Regions from separate parts of the Pan troglodytes genome. Here region 2 is linked to region 1. Evidence: chromatin contacts called from public HiChIP or PLAC-seq data. All regions are on one chromosome and are shown on one strand. Each heading gives the region's core, a stretch centred on a gene start, on an enhancer-like site or on the middle of the called end of the contact. The rest is flanking DNA. Distances are from core to core; before and after follow the strand shown. Region 1 holds the start of GRN (granulin precursor). Region 2 holds the start of UBTF (upstream binding transcription factor).

Region 1 (4,547 bases), core at 888-3,387:
GATGGGTGCATCTATACTGAACATCTACAGATTGTTCTTTCTTATTATTCCCTAAACAATTCAGGATCACAACTATTTACATGGCATTTCTTTTTCTTTTTCTCTTTTTTTTTGAGATGGAGTCTTGCTCTGTCACCCAGGCTGTAGTACAGTGGCACGATCTCAGCTTACTGCGAACTCCGCCTCCCAGGTTCAAGCAATTCTCCTGCCTCAGCCTCCCAAGTAGGTGGGATTATAGGTGTGCGCTGCCACACCTGGCTAATTTTTGTATTTTTAGTAGAGATGGGGGTTTCACCATGTTGGTCAGGCTGGTCTCAAACTCCAGACCTCAGGTGATCCACCTGCCACGGCCTCCCAAAGTGGTGGGATTACAGGCATGAGCCACCACGCCCAGCCGACATGTCATTTCCATTGTATTAGGTATAAGTAATCTAGAAATGATTTAAAGTATGTATAGGTTATATGCAAATATTACACCATTTTATATCAGGGGCTTGAGCACCCACAGATTTTGGGGTCCTGGAACCAGTTCCGTGAAGATACCAAGGGACACCTATAACATGTCACACATCAGGTCATGGTGACGTCAGGCTTTGATGGCCCCAGAGCGTATTGGACCTGGGTTCATATCACTAGTGGCACGATGGGCAGTGCCTGGGAATGGTGCAACAGGTACAACAGAAACAGGGTACAGGGACTGCCTGGAAATCGCACTTGGGTCCTAATCCTAGAATTGCCAACTGTGAGGGCCTGAGAAGTTGCTCTCTGTCTGTGCCTCAGTTACCCCACGAGTCTAGGTGTGGATACCACTGCGGGGGGAGGGGCAGGAAATCTCACCCACCCAGTCACTCACATCCTCTCTGCTCCACCTGGCTTTCCTCAAGTGCCCCTCCCCTAACTCAGCATCCCCAAGAGGCCACCTCCTGGACAGATAAGGATGAAGTTCACTGGTCCTGGACAGTGGACCCTCTCCTCAGCCCCACAGCTCCCAGGCAAAGCACCTGCAGCTGGCACCGCCTGCTTCCTGGGTGTTCTCAGCAGGCTGTCCGCTGCCATGGCTTGCGGGGAAGGGGAGTCTGTCTGCACAGGAGTGTTCGGCTCCCTGGTGAGTTACCTGTGCATGTGGCCCCTCCTGTTTACCCTCAATTGAGGGAGTATAGTGTATGCTTCTACTGAATACACGCACACGCATACAGAAACAGGGATGAGGAGGCGAGTCGCAGTCTCTCATGCCACCCTACACCGCCAAAACAGCCAGAGGGGACAGCAGCCTCTTCAAGACCCTAGCTCCGTTATCTTCCACTAGGTGGCACCCCCCAACTCCGAGTGCCAAGGGGAGAGGAAATTCCCAAAAGGGGAGCCAACCTAGCTGCAAATGAGCAGGAAAAAGTGGCTGGGAGAGGCGGAAGCTAGCTCGTCCCACCCGCAACAAGAGGAAGTAAGGAGGAGCCAGACCAGGTTCAGTCACCACTCCCAAGTCCCTACTACCTTCGAGAAGCCAAGGTCTCAGGTCTCGTTCCCAGGCCCTCGGAGCTCCCAGCCCAGGGTCGCGCGCCCCTCCGGCTCCAGGCCGCCGCGGGAACCACCCACCACCACCAGGAGAGGGGAAGAAGCCAGCACCTACCGACAGGGGTGGAGCTGGGTCAAGAATGGTGTGGTCCCTGCTTTGGGGGAATGCTGGGGAGGTAGAAAGCCCCTTCTAACGGGGCGTCACTGCAATTACTGCTTCCTCTTTCCCATAAAACTCCCCCTAGTGTATCAGAACCCCCAAGGAGTTTCAGTAAGCGGTTCTTCTGTTGTCTCCGGCTGAGACTCCAGGGGAACCTCAAGCTCACATGGCCCTGGCCGGGCCCCTGGGCAGGAGCAGGCGAGAGGTCTGCGCGGCCGCTCTCCTACCTGCGTCCGACTCCGCGGTCCTTGGGCAGCAGCAACCGGGTAGCGCTCAGACTACAGACCCCAGCGCGATGACCCGCCTACCTCAGTTTCCATTGGCCAGGGATCAGGGCTACCCGCTCCCATTGGCTACTTATCAATATAGAGGTGGGGCCAGCCTGGAATGCTGTGTTTCTTTTCTACTCAAATCACTCTCCTCCCTGCTTCCTCTCGCCCCACACCCCATTTCTAGGGATCATGTGATTGGAGAATCATGTGACGTCGGGACAGCCTCAGCAGGGCAGCTGGTGCTCGTCGCCTTCCTTAACCCATCCTGCAGGCGCCTGGGGGAGTTTGCTAGAGATGATAGCGCGTGTCTGGGGCATTGACAGTGCGAGGGAGTGTTATGAATTGGGAATATTTGTGCTCCCCTTTCTATCATTTTGTTTGTTTGTTTGTTCTGAGACGGAGTCTCACTCTGTCGCCAGGCTGGAGTGCAGTGGCACGATCTCGGCTCACTGCAACCTCTGCCTCCCGGGTTCAAGCGATTCTCCTGCCTCAGCCTCCCGAGTAGCTGGGACTACAGACGCGCACCACCACGTCCAGCTAATTTTTGTATTTTTAGTAGAGACGGGGTTTCACCATGTTGGCCAGGATGGTCTCGATTTCTTGACCTCGTGATCCGCCCACCTCGGCCTCCCAAAGTGCTAAGATTACAGGCATGAGCCACCGCGCCCGGACTTGTGTGTTTGTTTTAGAGACAGGGTCTCGCTCAGTCGCCCAAGCTGATCATAGCTCACTGCGGCCTGCAACTCCTGCTCCCAAAGCGATTCTCCTACCGCAGCCCCCCAAGGCGCTGGGATTACAAGTGTGAGCTACTGGGCTGGCTCGCTCCTATCCTATCCTGCCCTGTCTTGTCCTGTCCTGTCCTGCCCTATTCTGCCCTATTCTCCAAACTCGGATGACATGCTAGGCAGGCCCCAGAGTGAGTTGAAGGATGGTTTCCAGGACAAAGATAAACAGCCCCAAAGCCCTTTCCTCAAGGTGCTCAGCAGGACAGGGAGCAGGGATTGGTGGGAGACTGTCTCAGGCTGAATCTAATTTAAGATACAAGGTTGTGCGCCAGTTGCCAGGTGTAGGGACAGGAAGTAGATTGTCTCCAGGTGGGGAAGAAGAGATTTCATTCCACCTTAGGAGCATCTCCTTGAGCTGAGTCTGGGAAGATTTTAACTGGCAGGTGGAGGAGGAGGTGTTGGGAAGAGCCCTGGGAAACCAGATGGGAAGGGCAGGCTTGGCAGGGATTGAATGCCATGTTCAATGCCAGTGGGCTTCAGGAGCTGCTGGGTGCCTGGCACGGGCTGGGCTGTGGTGGGGGCTGTCGAAAGAGAAGTGGCTTCCTAGTCTCCAGATCGGCCCTGCCTTCGAGGAATTGATATGGGAGGGTGAGGAGAGAAAATGTACCACAGAACAGATTAGCCAGTGACAAGAGTCAGCCTGCTTGGTGCCAAAGGGCCTGGGCCAGGCAGAGATGGGTGATGGGAGATGGGCCAGGAGAGAGGAGAGGCCCAGGGAAAGCCTGATACTGGGCCGTGGAGGAACGGCAGTGTCTGCACAGGGGATGGAGACTGCTGCAGCCTGAGCAAGGAACTGGAGCTGAGGATGAGGCAGGGGCAGGGGGATGGCTAACCAAGCTCGAGGCAGCAGAAGTCGGAGGAGGGAAAGGGTGCCAACCGAGCTGTGGAGTCGTGTGGCAGGGGTTCTAAGCCTGGAGCTAGAGCAGACCCAGACAGCGGATAAGACACCTGGCCTGCTGAGGACCTAGTACTAGTCTGTGCCCTGGTGACACATTTGTGCTTATTTTCCTTTCTGTGTATCTTGAGACTAGGGAGTATAGTTTATGCTTCTACTGAGACACACACACACATGAAACTTTCATGAAATGTTAGGTGAATCGATCAATAACCTACTAATTACAACCACCCAGAACCAGAAAAAAATACAGGTAGAAGAAAAAAAACCTAAACAGACTGAAACAAATATCACAAAGTCTAATCGTCAAAGCCGTGATTCTTGAGCAGTGGCAATTTTGCCGGCCAGGGACATTTAGGAGTGTCTGGAGACAATCTGGGTTGTCACAACTCAGGGTGGAGGGACACTGGCATCTGGTAGGTAAGGGCCAGCAATCCCACTAAACATCACACGACACACAGAACAATCCCCCACAACAAAGAAGTATCCTGCCCAAAAGGTCAATAGTGCTGAGACTCAACAACCTACTTCACAAATGTTTCTCTCTCTCTCTCTCACTCTCTTTTTTTTTTTTTTTAACATCAGAAGGGTAAGGTGCCATGATAACCAGGTCTGTAATTCCCTACTCAGGAGGCCGAGGCAGGAGAATCGCTTGAACCCGGGATGCAGAGGTTGCAGTAAGCCGAGATCGTGCCACTGCATTCCAGCCTGGACAACAGAGCGAGACTCCATCCCCACCCCCCCAACACAAAAAAATTAAAGTGTACAACTCAATGGTTTTTAGTGTCTTAAGAGAGTTATGCAGCATCATTACAATCAGTTTAAGACCATTTTTATCACCACAGAAGGCAGCCTTGTGTCCTTTAGCAGTCACCCTCCCTAACCCTAGGCAACCACTGATCTACTTTCTACCTCTATAGTTTGGA
Region 2 (4,547 bases), core at 580-3,079, 120 kb after region 1:
CAACCTGGGGAAATACTGAGGCCAAGTGGAAATTGTGTAGCTAGGATCCCGCTTTGTCACCAGCCTGGGCTGGGGTTATTGAATGCCAGCGCTCTGCTTCAAGGCACATGCCAGAAGGCTGGAGGGTGGGGAGGGAGATGAACTGGGAAAGGGGGCAAAGAAAAAGGGCCAAGGGCAGATTCCTCATACTCTGGCCGTTAGCCCAAGTCTTGGACTCCTGACCTCACCACAGACGAACTAGATGTAAAACAAGCCAATTCGTTTCCAAGTGGGAAGGGTGCCAGCCATAGTTTTTGCTGCCCAAGGAATCAATAAATACTCATTCTTATGATTCATGTTCATCCTGTTTTATTCCAAAGCACTTTACCGAAAAGCCCCTTGGCCCAGCCAAAAAGTTCAGGGCCAGGAGCCAGGACACCTGGACTCCAGATCTGCATGTGGAAGATTTGGAACATTATTGGTGGGGGGGGGTCTCAAGTTCTCTGTAATGTGGCAAGTGCCATCTGTGGAGGACTTTACAATTTTACATACATCATCTCATTTGACCTTCTGATCCCTGGTGAGAGAAGCAAATTAAACAGGATTGCTATTCTAACTTTACAGATACGAAACTGGGACCAGGGAAGGTTAATAAGGCACTCAGATTCACACACTATTAAGAAGGTGGGGAAGTTGGGACTTTTGATTCCAAACCCTTTGCTCTTTCCTAGTCAAAACAATAAAGTCAGTTCTATGCCTCACTTTTCCTTTTTTTTTTTTTTTGACATATTATAATAGGGGGTGTGTGTGTTTGTAGAGGCAGCATCTTGCTATGTTGTCTAAGCTGATCTCGAACTCCTGGGCTTAATCACTTAAGACCTCCTGTCTTGGTCTCCCAAAGTGCTGGGATTACAGGTGTGAGCCGGTGCGCCTAGCCCACCATGCCTCACTTTTAGCGCAGTGTGATCCTACACAAATTGCCCTGTGTATATTCCAAGGGACGATCTGGGTTTGTAGGGCCAGAAACACGTGCAGTTCTGGGGTAGCGGGGAGGTGGTCGGTGGCTCTTTTGACAAAAAAATACCAAATGATGAAAACAAAATTAAGTTCAGGGCCTTGGGCAGGTCCTGCAAGTTAGGGGCCTAGAAGCTGAAATTTCATTAACATCTACTAGTGGTAAATCCGCTTCTCCTACATGCCAGTGCCCTCTGGGGAAAAAAAAAAAAAAAAAAAAAAAAAAAACAGGACACACCAGATCTTGACAGGGCTTCCTCCCTGTTTGTGAAACGTGACAGAAGTGGGATGTGGAAGTCCTGGGAAAACAATCTCATTTCTCCCAGGAGACAAGAGGAATTACAGCAGCAGCGAGGCAGGCCGAGTGAAGGAGAAGGCTGCGTGCCAGGGGAGAGTCGAAAGGGGCTGGGTGACCCAGCTGGCCGAGATGCGGGCAGTAGAGCGTCGGTGTGGGAGACTGGCAGCCTGAGAGCCAGGAGCAATGGCGCTGCCCCAGGAAGCGGGCTTCCTTCAGATGGTCTTCTGGCTCCCTGCGTCCTGTCCTGATAACCTTTCCTCTGAAAAGGGGAGGCAAAGACAGTCAACCACGGCCGTGGCAGTGGGAGAGTGGGTGGTGGACCCTGTCCAGGCCTTTCATCCCCGGCCTGCAGGACAGTGAACCAAGGGACGTCTTGTCGGAGGCTGCCCCGCTGCCACCCGGGGCAGCGAGAACCGGGTGCTGGGCTCCCCTCGCGGCTGCCCGCCGCCGCCGGGGGGGCAGCGCCTGCGGCCTGCTTTCCTAGGGATGGCCGAGGCTTTTTGACAAGCTGATTGCGTGGCGGGGATTGGCTGGTCCGGGTGTGACGCCGGTAACAACAAAGGTGGAGTTGGAAGAAATTAGATTAAAGGAGAGGAAAAAAATTAAAGGGGGAGCTGGCATAGGACAGGAGGTAGAGACCGAGGGAGAGATGCGCCAAGCGGTGTCTCCCGGTTCCAACTCCCCCCACACCCGCCTCGACCCTAGAAGATCCCTCGCGCAAACCCACTGGGATTTTGCTCTTTCCCCTACCCCGGCCCAGTGACCGACGCCGGGGTAGCTGCTGCTTCTTGAAAAATCCCCGCAACTCCCACCCCGACACCCGTCACTACGACCCAGGGGGAGAACTTTTTGCTCGGACTCCTCGGATCCTAAACCCAGCGAAACAGGGGACATTGAGAAGCTTGTCCTAAAACCCGGAAGGCCCTTGCGGAGCATGGAGATCGGATAAGGCGGGGTGCTCCCCCGGTTTTCCGATGTGTTGCAAATCTAAGAGCTTCTTTCTCGCTTTTTTTTTTTCCTGTAACTACCCCCCCCCCTCCCTTTTGCTTCAGGGTTGCAAAAGCAAAGAGCAATTAAAAAAAAAAAACCGCGCACACACTCAGACACACACCAGTGGCGACAGGGGAGAGTTGGAAAGACGCAGGAGAGAAGCAGGAGGCAGGAGGCAGCGGGGATGGAGCAATGGGAGCGGGAAGCAGGCAGGTTTCCTTGCAAATACCCCTCCGGCCTCACGCCGTCTCGCCGGCCCCGGCAGGGGAGCGAGGACCCCGGCGAACAGATGGAGGAGTGGAGCTCGCTCTAGGCAGCTGGGCTTGGCCGGAGAATGGAGGAGCCACCAAGCGACCGGCTGATTGGAAGAGAAACGCAGAGCGATGGAGGCGGGGGTAGGAGGACGATTTCTCTGCGGGGACTGGCGGCGGCGTACACGCCCGGGTCGGGCGCTGCAGAGCTTGGCTGGCTTTCAACCCGCGCTCGCCGGCTCCAGCCCCGCGCGCCCCCACCCCTAGCCCTCCCGGCGGCTCCGCAGGTGAGTGCGAGCTGGGGGCAGAAATATCCAAAAGTCTCAACATGCCCGCCCTGCAAAAAGAAAAAAAAAAGACGAAAACCATTTTTCTTTTAAAAAAAAAAAAAAAAAATTTTTTTTGTGCAACCCCTAGAGCAGTGGGAGGGAAGGGGTGAGGCTGAGCCGCCCGGAGGAGGCGGAGGGGCCAGGCGAGGCCGGGGTGGCCCGGGAGGCGGCGGCGCCGAGGCGGCTCTGACGGGCAAGCGCTCGGAGCGGCGCTGCGCTGCGCCGAGGCGGGCGGGCGGGCGGGCGGAGCGGGGCGGGCGGAGCGCGGCGCGTGGGGCTCGCCATTAGCCGTCGCTCCGCTTCGCCATCTCGGGCTTTGTCTGGCGACTCGCTGCCCCGGCGTCGGCTGCAGCGGAGCTGCGGCTCGGCTGTTCGGCCCGCCGTGCTCCCAGGTGCCCCCGGCCTGCGCTCCCATCCACACGCTCGGTAAGTGAGCCCGGGAGCCGCGGATTTCGGGGGAGAGGGGTTGCTACGAGTGGCGGCGGCGCCGATCTCCATGCGCCCGGGCAGGCCTGGAGAGCCATGCCGGGCTGGATTGAACCGGCTCCCACAGCGGCCCCTCCGCCGGAGCCCGTCGTTCCCTTGCCGTTTCCGGGGTGTAAAGAGCAACGGGGATTTTTTTTTTTTTTTAATGCAGAGATTTTAGTTTTCGGGTTTTTTTTTTAAGTTTTGTATGTGCCGTTCGGCGATGAGAGGACCGCGAGGTAGGCACCGAAGCTGGACGCCGCGATCGGCGTGCGTGCGCCCCAAACCAGTGGCCACGCTCCGGGGGATGAGGGTGGGCGCGGACCGCTCGCTCCGGGAGGCGGGAGAGAGCTGGCCTGGAAGCCCTAGTCTGAGCTGGGAGGACTTGGGGGAGAGCTCCGGAGCAGGGCTGTGGGCGCCCCCCGAGCCTCCCCGGACGCCGGGGGCCCCTCCGGGCACCCTCTCCGCGGCCGCGCCTCGGCCCTCCCTCCCTCGCCGGCGAAGCCTGCTAGTTCCCCCGCGGGTCTGGCGAGGTCGCTCTCGGCGCCCGCCCGCCCGCCTAGGCTCCGAGCCCCGCCGCCATCCGGGCGGCTGCGTGTCTCCCTGCCCCGGCCCCCCCCCTTCCCCGGCGGCGGCGGCAGCAGCAGCAGCAGCAGCCGCCGCCGCCGCCAGCACCACCACCACCACCCCCCTCCCCTCCTTCCTTCCCTCCGCCTCGGCCGCCCGGGTCCCCCCAGCTCCCGCCCCTCCTCCCAGCTGCCCCCCGCGGAGCCCGCCCGGGCAGGCTGTGGGAGGGAGCGGAGCCGGCGAGGCGGGCGGGCTGGCGCTCGCTCCCCGGGGGTCGGTGTGCGCTCTACGGGGAAGGACGCGCTCGCTGCCCCGCTTCTCCCGCCCCCCCCTCCCGCTCCTCCTCCTCCCTTCTCCCTCCTCCTCCCCGCTCCGGCGGCTGAGGCTGCGGCGGCGGCGGGGGGTGTGCGAGCTGAGGCCGGGGCCGGCGGCGGGCGGGCTGCCTGCAGGCGGAGGGCGCTGTGCTTTGTGCTTTTCGCCGCGAGGAGCAGCAGGCAGCAGCCACAGCCGCCGCCGCCGCCGCCACAGCAGCAGCAGCCGCCGCCCCAGCGCCGCCGCCTCGCCCGGAGGAGGAGCCGCTGCCGCCGCGGGAGGGAGCTGCGGCTGTGCCCGGCCGAGCGGGGGAGTGCGCCGCCACTCAGAGCCAGGGAGGGA

What was found. HiChIP or PLAC-seq counts read pairs in DNA pulled down with a chosen protein or histone mark.
Region 2: a contact with region 1 is called in an H3K4me3 HiChIP or PLAC-seq map of stem cell-derived excitatory neurons, with 3 times the contacts expected there. The contact joins the promoter of UBTF here to the promoter of GRN in region 1. A contact is called at or near these places in 1 of 7 Hi-C or Micro-C datasets (stem cell-derived neural progenitor cells) and 1 of 1 datasets of contacts at active chromatin or transcription factors (stem cell-derived excitatory neurons).

Annotation. Positions count from the first base shown.
Region 1 is chr19:23,553,778-23,558,324 of NHGRI_mPanTro3-v2.0_pri, forward strand. GRN (granulin precursor) reads right to left here and starts at 2,138. Exons shown (of 13, transcript XM_016931655.3): 1 at 1,897-2,138.
Region 2 is chr19:23,675,235-23,679,781 of NHGRI_mPanTro3-v2.0_pri, forward strand. It overlaps UBTF (upstream binding transcription factor), which reads left to right and starts at 1,830. Exons shown (of 20, transcript XM_054671405.2): 1 at 1,830-2,819.